Regions from separate parts of the Mus musculus genome. Here regions 1, 3, 4 and 5 are each linked to region 2. The links are chromatin contacts, called in public Hi-C, HiChIP or PLAC-seq and promoter capture Hi-C maps. All regions are on one chromosome and are shown on one strand. Each heading gives the region's core, a stretch centred on a gene start, on an enhancer-like site or on the middle of the called end of the contact. The rest is flanking DNA. Distances are from core to core; before and after follow the strand shown.

Region 1 (2,700 bases), core at 87-2,586, 310 kb after region 2:
TTGATGATAAGCATCAAGGACAAACTAAAACAAAATAGCATTGATGATAAATAGGATTGGGAGCATTTTTTATTGCACATACTACGTGCTAGATATTTTCCTAATAGTCTTCATAAATTTGCTTTTTAAATTCTCACACATGACAGTATAAGGCTGGTATTATTATAATACCTATTAAAATATAAGGCAGGTGAAACACCTAGGTAAGTCCCTTGTCCAAGGCTGTTGAGCCCCAAAAGAAGAGCTCAGGCTTCAAAGGGGAAACAAGGCAAGGCACAGGGTCTCCTTCCATATAGCCGTATTGCTTTCCATGTGAACAGTACGTTGTTATGGGCTCATGCAGTAGAACAACAGATTGTAGTTATTTCTCTAAACCTTATACTTTGCTGGAATTTTAGTGTTAGGTGATTCTTTCACTCTTAGGAGCCAAGGTTTCATATCCAACATACCCCCTTCCTGCCATTGTCACAGCTTGAATTTAAACTGAGATTGCAAAATATGAAAAGTAACCTGAATTCTACTTTCTTTAGATTTAAAGAATCAGAAGTATGGAATTATTTGAGGAGAAGGAATCTAGAAGGATGGTGGGATGAAAAAGCTATAGCTTTATTTATATTCTGCAGAACAATGGATATTAAAGATTAAAAAAATCTATCTACATAATACCTTCACCAATGTCCTCTCTGAAGCCGTTGAGTCTCACAAAGTGATGTTTAACTGAGAGATAATTGTGGTGAAAATGCCAATTCCAAATTTCATATCTGTGCATTTGCCTGAGTATTTTTGAAGCCCCACAGGGATGGAATATGAAAAGGATAGAATGGCAGTCAAGGAATGGCAGGGGGTAGGGGTAGTCCTGGAAGAGGGCCAGGCAATGTGGAAGTAATTGAGATTCACCACCACTATTTCTATAATCACTGTGGATGCTTGATGGCTGAGGAGTGTGCTATACATTCCTACTCACTGTGTTCTGGGGTCACAGCACTGTTACAGAAGTCGGTGAATCTATTGTTTGTAGAGCAAGTTAGTCAGTCTTTCTCGGGATGTGACACTAGAATGAGGTGAGTTCCTCTCACTCTGTGCAATGCAGAATCTCTGCTGGCCGGACCTGTGCTGCACTGCTCTCCTGGTCAGCTGTCTACCTCATCTATTTCTGACAAAAACTGGTTTTTTCTAAAGTCATCAGTAGGTTATAGTGACCCTTCAGATCTAAACTGAGAAAGTAAACTTCAAGTCGTGTGAAAATCAATGAAGTATATGTTTTTAAGCAATAAGATCTTCTGCTGTGTGAAAACTGGCTGTCGCTGGCCAGGACACCTTTCTGTGGGATCACTGTACTCTTTGTTAAGTAGACAACACATGGATATCACCATCTACAGACATCTCCCATAGTATGCATACTCCAATATGGGTATATTCACTGTTAATGCAGGGACAGAACTACAGTACTTAGTGATGCATGTTTACACTGATCCCACAAGACCTTTCTTCATCTCACCCATTAATTAGTTAATTAATTAATTAATTAATTAATTAATTGGATAAGGGAGCTTCTGCTCCATACTAGCTGAGAGGACATTGACACAGGATATCCAGCCACCACACAGCAAAGTAATAATAATGCCCGTGTAACAGTGAAAAGCTGTACTCAAAAGACAGCCTTTGTGGGAGGTCAAAGCTTTCTAGGAGTTCATAAAATTAAACATTTGAAAGCCTGCCCTTAATTACAGCAGCTGTCCTCCTGGTCCAGTGAAGGCCCATCAGCTACATAGACCTATATAGACATCTCCCCCAGTCCAAATTCAAGGCCCCACCTTTTCCTGTACATAATACTGCAAGTATCCAGCCTGATCTTTGGGTACCTTAGGGTTGAACTCAAGACTAAAAATTTTTCACTCCAGGAAAGAAAGGAGTGAGAAAAGGGATATAAAAAGCTGCACTCTAACTTCAGTGGCTATGAGCATCATGACTTGAATGACAGTCCTAACCAACAGAAATGATAATCTACAGTGAATCCTTGAACTGGCTTGTGGGAAAGAACCACACACCTGTCACCACTCTTATTTTTTCTCAAACTTCTCATAACTAGTATTGCCTCTGCCTGTTTTAACAGAAAAGAGAAACACTGAAGTTTGTCACCAATCTTAAGGAATTGCTACCTCATGTTTAGACTGAGATGGTCAGCAAGTTAGCTAAACTAACTTGGTATCAAACCTAGTGGAATGGGGGTAAAGGTAGTGCTACTACACATTGTGTTGATGATATAAATAAGCTAACACCTATGAAGTACTGCGGTGTGGATGCCATTCGGCAGGCATGCACTATGTGTCAGGCATTACATTGCTAGGTTCAGATAACAGCTGGGGTAACCATAATCACATACAGGGAGTGAGACCCTTCATAGCAAGAGTACCAAGCAAGAAGACCTGAGGAGTAATGACTTGGGGCAGAGACACCATCACTAAACTTAGGATGTAGAGGTTTATGGTTTCCTGCTGAGAGTGAATAAGGGAACACATGGGACACATACTCAGCTAGAATTGAGAACTTGGTTCTTAGACAGTCTTCTTATCTACAGAGGTTCTCTTGAAGTGTTATTTCATCTTGCCTATAAGACCCCCATCATAGCTCCCTTATCCAATAACCCAGTAGTATCTTTAAGTGATTAGCCAAGGCACCACAATTCCCTGGACTTCCATA
Region 2 (2,700 bases), core at 59-2,558:
AGTTTAAGGATTCATATAAATATCTTTCTGTATTTGACATTGAAATCAGTGACTATTGTAAAGAGAAAGAGGAATCATTGAAATTAACCCAGGAAGTCTGCGGGTTTCCCCCTCCCCCGCTCACACGCCCGTTTTCTCATCCCCAGATTAAGAAGTTATGCTGCTTGACAATGCACTTTTCTCTTGCAAGTCTCAACATCGCTGGTGGTATTCTGTTTCCGCTGTTTTCTTCCAGCACCTGTTACGAAAAAAAAGTTAGTTGTCTTGGGGTGGGGAGGTGGGGGAATTGGATTCTGCAATTTTGTTGGGAAGAGTCAGGGTAACATTGAAATAAACAGAGTTGCCTGTGGGCACAGTGAAAACTGCACTTTTAAAATGAATCACTTCGGAGTATTTTTACACCTACCCCTATGTGCAAATGCAAGTGAAGTGACCGGCTGGCTACTGGACTACCTAAACTGCCAGTCAAAGAACTTGGCAAAAGAATCCTTTACCCCATCTTTTAATGCAAACCAGGGATGTGGCGTGAGGAAGGGGGAGGCTTTTGAAGACTAAAGAAAACACCACTAAGTAACGGCAGACACTAAGAATTGTCAGTAGAGATTCATATTTTTTTTTCTTTCTCTAAAATACCATGCGCTACAAAGGGAGGAAGTCTTGTCACATGTCTTCATCAGAACTTTCCATACTTCTTCCAGAGTTTGCCTATTGTCGGAGTCTGCACCAGCCTTCCCTTTTATCTTTACACTCTTCCAGTTCCTGGGGTAGGCTGTAAGGCTTTACTTTCAAGTGTCTAACGCAGCGATCAGCAAGTTAACTTTCTGGCACGCCGCCCTAGACCTGCTGTGGCAGCTGCGGGGAGCCTTTACCTTCCTTTCCCAAAAGCCAGAGCCTACAGCTGCTTGTGTGCAATAACCCCCCTCCAGACGCAACTTCCAAATATAGACTCTCTGGCCACTAGGGGCTGCGCGGTCCCAGTCCGGAGGGCCGCCCTTCCTTCCCGCCCTCGCCTTGCCAGGCACTGCCCACATCTGGAAGCCAAGTCGCCGTAGGTCACCTAGCGGAAACACGTTTCCCCAGTGCTCAAGAACCGAGATTTCCTTTCTTGAAAACATTTAATGTATTTTGAGCCTCCACTGAAATGCCATGAGCAGCCCATTTTGAACCAGAAAAATTTAGTCTGACAACAGAGTCTTCCTCTATTCACAGCTGTTCCAGAAGGAGGAGCTGAAATCTGAACCTCTTGGCTGTGATTGGTTACTTCTAGAAAAAGCAACGGAGAAGGCGCCTCCCCGCCCAGAGGAGCTCAGTCGGGCAGGGAGCCGGGTGACTTCAGAGGCGCCTGCCTGTCCCCCGCCGCACCTGAGCCACCGCGATGCTATAGGACCGCCGCCTGGACCGTTATCCGCCCGCGCCCGCCCGCAGCCACCATGCCGCGCTCCTTCCTGGTCAAGAAACATTTCAACGCCTCCAAGAAGCCCAACTACAGCGAACTGGACACACACACAGGTAAAAATCGCCTCTGTAAATCTGTGCGCGAGTAAACCGCGGTTCTATTGCTTGACTCAGAGAACACACCGGGCCGCTTTCCTTTTAATGCTGTGCCAAAACTGTCCTTGCAGTCTCTTGATTACTTAGGTTAAGTTTTAATTCAAAACCTTTGAGATCTTTGCTGACAAGGAAAGCTTCCTTCCGGTCGGGCAGTATAGTTCTCTGAGCCTGTGTGTACGCAAAAGGAGTGCACGGACGTGATCGCACCCTTCCCCTCGCCTGAGCAGCAATCTCCTGAAGCCAAGCACTTGGGAAAGCAGCTGGATTCGTGCATGCCATTACCCGCCACAGGCACGGTACAGCTAGAACAGCCCACGCATAAAATGAAAAGCAACTTTATAAAAAGTTTTAATATAGTGTCTAGTTCTTCGTTCTAAATTGGGACAGCAAGGCTAGTCCAGAATGAAGGTTAGTCAGGGCAACTGTCAGCCTGCACGAGGACAGTAAGCCCAGGTGAAGGGAAGACTTTATGTGTGTCCTGTGAGTAAGGCTGTCTTCACTAGAGAGTCTCCTATGGAGTCTCCTGCATGTTGTTATGGTCTCTCTCAGACTGTGTACATATATTTTAAAAATATTTTGCCTTAATTTTTTCTTTCCTTCCTTTTCTTTCTTCCAGTTATTATTTCCCCATATCTCTATGAAAGTTACCCTATACCTGTCATACCAAAACCAGAGATCCTCACCTCGGGAGCATACAGCCCTATTACTGTATGGACATCGTCGGCAGCTCCACTCCACTCTCCTTTACCCAGTGGCCTTTCTCCTCTTACTGGATACTCCTCATCCTTGGGGCGTGTAAGTCCCCCGCCTTCCTCTGACACTTCATCCAAGGATCACAGTGGTTCAGAAAGTCCCATTAGTGACGAAGAGGAGAGACTGCAGCCCAAGCTTTCAGACCCCCATGCCATCGAAGCTGAGAAGTTTCAGTGCAATTTATGCAATAAGACCTATTCTACGTTCTCTGGGCTGGCCAAACACAAGCAGCTGCACTGTGATGCCCAGTCTAGGAAATCGTTCAGCTGCAAGTACTGTGACAAGGAATATGTGAGCCTGGGTGCCCTGAAGATGCACATTCGAACCCACACATTGCCTTGTGTCTGCAAGATCTGTGGCAAGGCTTTCTCCAGACCCTGGCTGCTTCAAGGACAC
Region 3 (2,700 bases), core at 16-2,515, 380 kb after region 2:
ACACATTGCCCCCCCTCCCCCCGGAGTTTCTTTTTAAAGTCTGCAAAACCAGTCCTTGCTTGTTAGGGAAGCTCTGTCAGTATCCCAGGATGATTCTGTCAGTAGAAGTTTCTAGACATGGCTGTTAGAATTGCTTGCTGTTGAACTGGAAACATATCTATCTACATTTCATTTTAATTATCGGCGATGACAGTCCAGGCTCTGCCATCATTTTGAATTTTCCCTCTCCACTGGCCATGTCAAAACGTCTTTGTCACGGTTTTACAATTGGCTGATTTCTACTTTCATGAGGTTCTGTAGGGAAAGGCTTTAAGGGCTCACATTCTCAGGATTGGATCCCCAGCTCTGGTAAACCAGGGTGAACCCTAAACCATGGCCAGCCACGCCCTAGGAAGCCCTGTGCCCCAGGAGACAACCAGCGGAGGGCCAGGGCACAGAGCTTGGGGACCACAGCTGAATAGACACGTCCAACCTTCTACACAGAGATTCACACATGCCCTTAGCGTCGTGAACTGCAAAAGCATCTTGTTTCCAATTCTACTGTAGATAATAAAATTAGCTCCCAAATTACCAGAAACTGGAACAAGTAAACACAAAGGCAGGAGCTGGGTTGCCAAGCCTCCCCTTCCCGGCCCAGCAGAGATGAGCTGTGGCTTTGGAGCTGTTTAAATCTAAAGCAAAGCTTCTGTTTTTCTAAGTCACAGTGCTGACCCTGAGCAGATAAAGCACGCTCAGTGACATGGGGAGCAGAGCGGTTATTTTCCAGCAGGGCCAATCTGTTTACATCAGGAAATCCAGCCTGGGCGCACCGGGGCAGCGCGGAGGCGGCCCGGGAGCCGGCCTCCCTCGCGCTCGCCGCCGCGCTGCGCTGGCCCCTGGCGCTCGGCGGCTGACTCCATCCAGATGTGCCGCGGCTCCAGAGTGGCTGCCTCGCGCAGTAAATGGGCATCCGAGGCTCGTCAATCCCGGCCAGAGCAATTGCGGTCTCGCGGGCCGCCCCGCTGGCACGCGGAAACGCGCGATCCAGAGGGGACCGTGGCGGGGAAAGGGGGGAAACAGGGGCGAGGGGGAAGGGCAGCGCACCCCGGCTCAGAGAGGCGCGCTAATGACCGACCCGGGAAATGTGCCTAATACATTTGTACATTTCCTTGTAAATGTTTTACACTTTGAAAGAAAGGAGAACGCTGTATATCATTTGGAAATGTTGGCTGTCTATAGGTCCCTGTGGATATCACGGGGTTAGTACCGCTTGTAACAAGAGCAAGAGAAACATAAAAAAGTTGGGAAACACCGCCAATTAGTCATTACCAGGAGACTGTAAAAACAAGAGAAAGAGAAAGAGGAGGGAGGAGAAGAAATCAAAGAAGAAATCGCCCCGGGGGGGGGGGAAAGAGAAGAAACTAGATGAAGTTTTTGTGGTGTTCTCGGAATTGAATTGGGAAGCAGAACAGCTGGCGGCTTTCTAATCAGGAGCAACCTGCAAACCAGCCAGTTCCAGGGTGCGGACCTTCAGGAGGAGGGGCTGAGATTTCCCAAACTATACCTATTTGCTGTCCCTATAAAACTTGAGCTGGGTCAGTGGGCAGGCAGTGCGCTTTGGAGCAGAACCCAGTTGTGCAAAATCCAAGTCAGACATTTATTTCTGATCTCCTGCCGCCTACACAGTTGTTACTAGCTGAGTCGTAATAAAAAGAAGACAGGAACCATTTTTTTTACAACCCTAGACTTCTACCAACCACCCCCTAGCTCAAGCAGTCTGTCTGTGCCATGCTTGCTCGAAGTGTTTTTAGTTTTACAGTAATTTTGATGTTTCATGATTGATTTTTGTTACTACTTTATTTTTGTTTTGGGTGGCTCCTCTCTCTCTCTCTCTCTCTCTCTCTCTCTCTCTCTCTCTCTCTCTCTCTCTCTCTCTCTCTTTGTTTCCCCATCTGTCAGCTTTTTAGTCAGACTCAAGAATCTAAGACCATGGACTGATGAGATGGCTCAGCAGTTAAGAACACTGACTGCTCTTCCGAAGGTCCTGAGTTCAAATCCCAGCAACCATGTGGTGGCTCACAACCACCCTTCATGAGATCTGACACCTTCTTCTGGCGCATCAGAAGACAGCTACCATCAGAAGACAGCTATCATCAGAAGACAGCTACAGTGTACTTATTTATAATAATAAATAAATATTTGGGCTGGAGTGAGTGGGGTTGACCGGAGCGAGCAGGGCAGATTGGAATGAGTGAGGTCCTACAAAATAGAATTCTCAACAACCACATGAAGGCTCACAACCATCTGTACAGAGCTACAGTGTACTCATATACATAAAATAAATCTTAAAAAAAAAAGAATCTAAGAACATACAGCATCACAGATCTGGTTGAGCCTTCCCATTCTTAACTATGTTGACCTATTTCAATACCCACAAAAATATGGTATACGGCAACTATAAAGTTCATCCAAAGACTTGCGCTCTTTCTTTCAAAGAGGAACTGGGATAGTAGTTGAATTTCCTTGGGTGTGGTGGGAACAGGTTGCTAGGAAGCTGGATCTAGTCCTCCGGGAACAGAGGCAAAAGTTGCTTGCTACAGATCTATTTATTTCAGCAACAGGACTGGGAACAAGCAGCCTTGGAGCCAGGCAGGCCTCTTCAGCCCTAAGTGATCTCAGTCCCCGACTCTGAGTCAGGAGGACCAACCTCCACATGTGTCT
Region 4 (2,700 bases), core at 147-2,646, 410 kb after region 2:
GGTATATACCTAAGAGTGATACAGCTGGATCTTCAGGTAAATCTATTTTTTATTTTCTGAGAAACTGCTAGATGGATTTCCAGAATGGTTGTTACTTTATAACTGTAACTTTGCTACTGTTGTTAATTGTAATGTAAATATCTCATATGCAGGATATCCGATATACAACTCCCAAAGGAGTGGTGGCCCACAGGTTGAGAAACATTGCTCTAAGTTTAAGATCACTTCTGCAACACTTAGAATACAAAGTATCAACATGTAAATGCTGCTTTCTGTGTTATGGAAGTTTGGTAAGGTAGAGCAGGTCAAGACCCTGAGACTTGGTGGGCACCAGACTCCTGACTGGGAACACGTGCAATGGTTCTCACATAAAAGAGATGTGACTTGTGGTCATGTAGGCCCAAAACAGAGTTCTCCATGCTAATGAAGTACCTAGAGGTCCAGAGTGTTTAGCCAATAAGCTTCCCTTCCCAGATATTCCTCCCTGAAAAAGGTATTTAACCTCAGGCCCACCCTAAGAAGTGGGGTATGGTTTTACACATCCATTTTCTGTCATGACCATAAACTGTTAAGAACCATGGACTGCCTCTTTCTATCAAGATCTGCCATGAGGAGCCATGAAGAAGGCCTTTGCCTACAGAATCACAGCATAATCTCCTATAGAAGGTCTCTCTGAGCTCTCAGCCACAGCTGCCACCAAGACTGCAACTGCCAAGCTAAAGACAATCATCTCTTCTGGGACAAGTTGGAGCTCCCCTTTCCCCTTGCAGCCTCAGGCTAGATGCGGTCCCCAGCCTATGGGTCCTGATTTCATTCTCTGCTCTTTTGTGACTCCTGGCAGCACCTGGATGTCCAAGAATCTGAGAACATCCTCAGCTCCAGCCTTGTCACAGGCTCAGGGACCCCCGAACCAGCTCCTACTTTCCCACATCTGAGACGGTACTTTCCCACCCCTTGAGAGGTGTTTCAGAGGTTCCCTATAGCACCAAAACTCACCAGGGCATCAGCATGGGATAAACACAGTCAAACTTCCCCTGTCTGTGCCTTGTGGTAGAGTGAACACGGACCTACAACCCTACAGTATACTATTCTCTAATTAAGTCTATGATCATATGTTGAGCACGAATCATTACACTCCAGTCAGAAGAGTTTTTTTTATATAGTTCCACCTTTTCAGGCAGGTATTGTAAAAAACAATTTATAGAAAGCCACCATGAACAGTCTGGGATGAACACACTGGGATGACCTTCCTGAAAATTTTCCACTGATGAGTAGCTCGGCATTAGAATCATCACGGTATCTTGCTGGCTCTTCATCTGGGCCATTGAATCTGTCCAAGTGCTCCCTTACAAAGCAGCAAGTTTCTCTTGTAGCCTCAGAGAAGTTGTGTGTCTGGTTCTGATTCTTCTGGTCCTGGTCTTTTTAAATGTACTTTTTAAACTGTGCTGTGGTTTCTTTCCTAAAGATCATTCCCTGCTTAAATAAGCCCGTTGATGTTTGCTAGGAAAAATCCTCAATGCAGCACATGGATTGCAAAATTTACTACTCAGAGAAACAAATCTTCAGTTAGGGTTTCTCATTACGCTGATCTTCTACACAAAGAACTAAGATACAGTAGACTGAACACTATACTCAAGATTGTATAGTTGAACAGTACAGATATAGGTAAGAGTATTGCTGCACAAGCATGAAGATCAGAGTTTCATTTCAGGGCCAACAAAAGGAACTGCCACATGAATAAAACAATGAATTGTTTTGTTTTGTTTTGTTTTGTTTGTTTTTATTCCTTTAGTTAGTTTGGTTTTTTGCTTGTGTTTTGAGACAGGGTTTCACTATGTAACCCTGGATGACCTGAAACTTGCTTTGTAGACTAAGCTGACTCTGGACCCAGGGGATCCCTTACATCTTTTTCTCCAGTGCTGGGATTAAGGTTGTTGGGCAATCACTGTCAGCCCCTGAATACGATTCAATTATTTAATTAACTTGTATTAATTAAAAACTACAAATACCTTTCAATATTTTTTTTTGAGTCTAATCATTGATATCTTGAAGAACAGGTTTAAATTAAAAGCTGAACTGGCAAGTACCTCTTAAAGGAAAATAATTTACGTAGCTAAGTTTTTTTCAACTGTTTAACGAATGCTATTTATTAACCAATGAGCTAGAAAAGTCTTCATTTTTAGGAAAAGGGAACTCTAAGCTGCAAAAATTTCAAAATATTCCTATTAGCCTTTTCATACATAGATTCATGAATTTCTTTACCCAGGTAAGATTTGATAGGAGATACAAAATACCACAAGCAAATAACACAGAATGCTTTAGTTATTGAATCTTTAAAGACCAGCTGAAATACAAGAAGTATCCCAAATTATACCTGCCAATCATCCTTGCCAACTTTGAATATGGTCACACCTATAGCAGCTTGTGTTCTCATGCTAATTGTGTTACTCAAAAAAAAAAAAAAAAAATCTGTTTACAGTGTCTTCTACATAGGTTAAAGGAAGCCTGCCCCCAGGTGGTTCTGAATGGGAAATAAAGTTGCCAATGGCCAATGGCTGGACAGAATGAAAGAGGAGGGACTTTTAGGATTCCTGGGCAAGAAACACAGGGGAGAGGAAGAAGGAATTCTGCCATGAGAGAGGCATAGGACTCATCACACTTTGAGGAAGAGACTCGTGAGACAGCTAATGTTGTGTGGTG
Region 5 (2,700 bases), core at 52-2,551, 470 kb before region 2:
AATTGTAACAGTGTATTATAATAAAAGTCACACAAAGGTGGCTGTTCTCTGTCATACTCTCTCCTTGTGTTGACTTGTACTTTTAGACCACAGCTGACTGCCATGTGTAGCCATAGATAAGGAGGACATCTATACCACCAGTGCCTGAGTGTGACCTGCTTCTTTATTCCAGAAGCTATCATCACTGGGAAAAGTGACAAGTACCTGTGTTATCAGGCATGGATGCCTGGTCTGTGTTTCGCTCCTTCTTGAAGACAATGTTTCCAAGCTGAAGGACAGATGATACTACCTTCAAGATGGCTGAAGTAGGGAGAGAAGAGTGGATTGGTTAGTCAGTAGCAGCCAAAGTATTTTGAAAGCCATCAATCTAATCATCACTGGACACTAAGAGTCAAGCAGCGGCATCCCTCTGTAGACCGAGTTCTGAGTTCTCATGTCTGGACAAGATTGTCTGACTCCCTGACTTACAGAAGAAGATGCTCGAATGTGGGAAATGAGTATTGCCAGGAAGTTGCTGGAAAACCTTGTATCACATGGGATTTCTTTATGCAGCAGGGACTTGTAAGCTCCAGTCATGGGCCAAATATAGCTCACTGACTATTATACATGAAAGAATGAATGGATGGAGGATGGATGGTGGGTGGATGTAGGAGTGATGGAGGAGGATGGAGGATGGATGCATAGATGGATAAATGGATGGAGGATGGATACCTGAGCAGAGATGGATAAATGAATGAATGAAAGATGCATAAATGGATGGATTAAAGATGAATGGATAGAGTAAATGGGTGGATAAATAGAGGATGGATAGAGATGGGTAGGTAAAGAATATCTGGAGGAGCAGAGGGTGTGTTTGATGATTGCCAATAGACCTACTTGAACTGTGGAGTCAGTCACCAAGAAGTTATCATGTCCTAGTAACAAAGCCTAGAAACTCCATCTTCCTTTGGTCCCCAGGCCAAACCATGGGTTTTGTCTCCTTCACAGCAGATGACCTCATACCACAAGCCCAGACATAGTCAAGAGGAGAAAGATTCAGTTGCTAATGTACCAACCCACTCCCACCCCCACTCCTCTTCACTGTGAAGCTGTTACAGACAAGGCACTGCCAAGGGTGTTCTCTTTCCTACTAACACCCACAAAAGGAACTTTGTGAACTAGGATATGCTGGCCTAGAGGTGCTCAAAAGTACAACTCTAAGCTAGGTATTGCCAAAGTGCCTGCAGAGGGAGGGTGCGCCGTCTAACGCCAGCTCAGCCTTGCTGATTCAGTAGAAATTCTTGGGCAGAAAGCAGTCCAGTACATCCACAGATGTTTAGCAGCACCCCCATCACTCACCAGTAGATGGCAGCAGTGCCCACCTCTGCAGCTGGAAATGTTGGTTTATCTTGTGGGCATTGATTGTTGGCGTATTTCCCTACGTTCAGACAGATCTCATTGCTTAGCTCAGGCTGACCTTAAGATCAATCCTCCTGCCTCACCCTTCCAGGTGCTGTTTACAGGCATGTACCACCACAGAAGGCAATCGGGATAACCCTTGCTCCATTTGGTTCCTATATGTTCCATCACTGATTTAAGTCTTCCTTGATATTTTCTTTTTCTATTTTTGTTTTTGAAACAGGGTTTTTTATGTACATCCCTAGCTATCTTGGAACTTTCTTTGTAGACCACACTAGCCTCACACTCAGAGATCTGCCTGCCATTGCCTCCCAAGTGCTGGGATCAAAGGCGTGCATTACCACCACCTGGCTTTCTTCTGTTTTCATTTGTTTGCATTGTTGTTGTTATTTTGGTTTTGTTTTTCAGACAAATTTTCTCTGTGTAGCCCTGGCTGGCCTGGAACTCACAGAGAATCTTCTGACTCTGCTTGTGTGGTCCTGAGATTAAAGGTGTATGCCTCCATGAGTGGTTTGCTTGTTTAATTTTGTCTCTGAGACACGGTCTTAGTCTATACGCCTGTCTGCTTGAGCTTGCTATGTAGCTCCTAGAACTTTCTTTTTCTGGACCATAGGCTATTTATTCTATACGGACCAGCCTATCCTATAGTCCTCACTGTAGCAACTGGATATTTCTGGGACCCCAGAGGGTGTGGAAAGGGAGGCCAGTTTACCATAGTCCTGCCCTAGTTAATTCTGAATGCTGGAGTTGGTCTGAGCCAGAAGGAAGTGTCTCTGGAGCCACAGCACTGAAGCCAGCAGGGGGTGAATGGGCTCCAGAGCCAACTGTGGAATGATTATCATCAAGTATCAGTTCGTCAACACAGCTGAGTTCCCGGGAAGAGCCTTGCAGACCCTGCATCACCTTATTCAGGTCTGATGTGTCTGTGTTCAGCCCTAAGAGCCTGCTCTTAGCACCTATACCTCTCTGTCCTGTGTTCCTAACATCATAGGTAACCATGGAACGCACACACTCACCTAAGCCCACCAACACAAGCTAGTGAGATACCACTATTCAGGGCAATAATAGCGAGCCCCATCTACACTGTGGCTACAAACCCGAAGGCTGTAACAAACTGCATTTGTTGTCAAGAAAACTACAGCCTAATAGGTACTGTGGTGTTGAACAACGGAGGACCAGAAACCAGCTTTTAAGAGAAATTCTAAGTCCCGAGAACCTAGAACCTGCAGCCAGCATGTCTGAGTCTTCCAATGCTGGACTGATTGGTTTGATTTTGGGCTATCCTCCATAAGCTTATCGTCC

What was found. Promoter capture Hi-C pulls out the DNA fragments that hold promoters and counts their contacts. Hi-C and Micro-C count contacts between places; a contact is called where the count stands out from the background. HiChIP or PLAC-seq counts read pairs in DNA pulled down with a chosen protein or histone mark.
Region 1: a promoter capture Hi-C map of cranial neural crest shows a contact between it and region 2, with 6 times the contacts expected there. The contact joins the enhancer-like site here to the promoter of Snai2 in region 2. A contact is called at or near these places in 9 of 39 promoter capture datasets (HPC-7-derived erythroid cells, cranial neural crest, embryonic stem cells and 5 more), 3 of 115 datasets of contacts at active chromatin or transcription factors (embryonic limb bud, embryonic stem cells and kidney) and 2 of 9 other capture datasets (adipose tissue and embryonic stem cells).
Region 3: an H3K27ac HiChIP or PLAC-seq map of embryonic fibroblasts shows a contact between it and region 2, with 17 times the contacts expected there. The contact joins the enhancer-like site here to the promoter of Snai2 in region 2. A contact is called at or near these places in 14 of 39 promoter capture datasets (the 3T3-L1 cell line, the SN4741 cell line, cancer-associated fibroblasts and 8 more), 2 of 15 datasets of contacts at CTCF or cohesin (the NIH/3T3 cell line and stem cell-derived epiblast-like cells), 16 of 484 Hi-C or Micro-C datasets (the 3T3-L1 cell line, 3T3-L1-derived adipocytes, the C2C12 cell line and 8 more), 18 of 115 datasets of contacts at active chromatin or transcription factors (the NIH/3T3 cell line, cardiomyocytes, craniofacial prominence and 9 more) and 2 of 9 other capture datasets (adipose tissue and pancreatic islet).
Region 4: a contact with region 2 is called in a Hi-C map of epidermal suprabasal cells, with 5 times the contacts expected there. The contact joins the enhancer-like site here to the promoter of Snai2 in region 2. A contact is called at or near these places in 27 of 39 promoter capture datasets (the 3T3-L1 cell line, 3T3-L1-derived adipocytes, the C10 cell line and 15 more), 8 of 15 datasets of contacts at CTCF or cohesin (the NIH/3T3 cell line, embryonic stem cells, large pre-B cells and 3 more), 43 of 484 Hi-C or Micro-C datasets (the 3T3-L1 cell line, the C10 cell line, the C2C12 cell line and 19 more), 19 of 115 datasets of contacts at active chromatin or transcription factors (astrocytes, cardiomyocytes, craniofacial prominence and 8 more) and 4 of 9 other capture datasets (adipose tissue, embryonic stem cells, liver and 1 more).
Region 5: a contact with region 2 is called in a FOXA1 HiChIP or PLAC-seq map of pancreatic cancer cells. The contact joins the enhancer-like site here to the promoter of Snai2 in region 2. A contact is called at or near these places in 2 of 39 promoter capture datasets (both in embryonic stem cells), 1 of 15 datasets of contacts at CTCF or cohesin (embryonic stem cells) and 2 of 115 datasets of contacts at active chromatin or transcription factors (embryonic stem cells and pancreatic cancer cells).

Annotation. Positions count from the first base shown.
Region 1 is chr16:15,014,020-15,016,719 of GRCm38.p6, forward strand. It overlaps the pseudogene Gm46561. Among named protein-coding and RNA genes, the nearest start is that of Gm33696, 74 kb to the left of the region's middle. Within about 2 kb of position 1,337, at least 6 of the 459 cell types and tissues checked have an H3K27ac peak or open chromatin away from gene starts, as enhancers often do.
Region 2 is chr16:14,704,544-14,707,243 of GRCm38.p6, forward strand. Snai2 (snail family zinc finger 2) reads left to right here and starts at 1,309. Exons shown (of 3, transcript NM_011415.3): 1 at 1,309-1,509; 2 at 2,168-2,700. The coding sequence starts at 1,431.
Region 3 is chr16:15,084,131-15,086,830 of GRCm38.p6, forward strand. It overlaps the pseudogene Gm46561. Among named protein-coding and RNA genes, the nearest start is that of Gm41423, 29 kb to the right of the region's middle. RefSeq lists an enhancer at 462-1,578. Within about 2 kb of position 1,266, at least 109 of the 459 cell types and tissues checked have an H3K27ac peak or open chromatin away from gene starts, as enhancers often do. A contact at or near this core is called in 3T3-L1-derived adipocytes, the C2C12 cell line, the NIH/3T3 cell line and 15 more, where this site is marked.
Region 4 is chr16:15,117,490-15,120,189 of GRCm38.p6, forward strand. No RefSeq gene overlaps it. Among named protein-coding and RNA genes, the nearest start is that of Gm41423, 4.6 kb to the left of the region's middle. Within about 2 kb of position 1,397, at least 2 of the 459 cell types and tissues checked have an H3K27ac peak or open chromatin away from gene starts, as enhancers often do.
Region 5 is chr16:14,236,165-14,238,864 of GRCm38.p6, forward strand. It overlaps Myh11 (myosin, heavy polypeptide 11, smooth muscle), which reads right to left. Exons shown (of 41, transcript NM_001161775.1): 10 at 205-300. Among named protein-coding and RNA genes, the nearest start is that of Myh11, 54 kb to the right of the region's middle. Within about 2 kb of position 1,302, at least 10 of the 459 cell types and tissues checked have an H3K27ac peak or open chromatin away from gene starts, as enhancers often do. A contact at or near this core is called in pancreatic cancer cells, where this site is marked.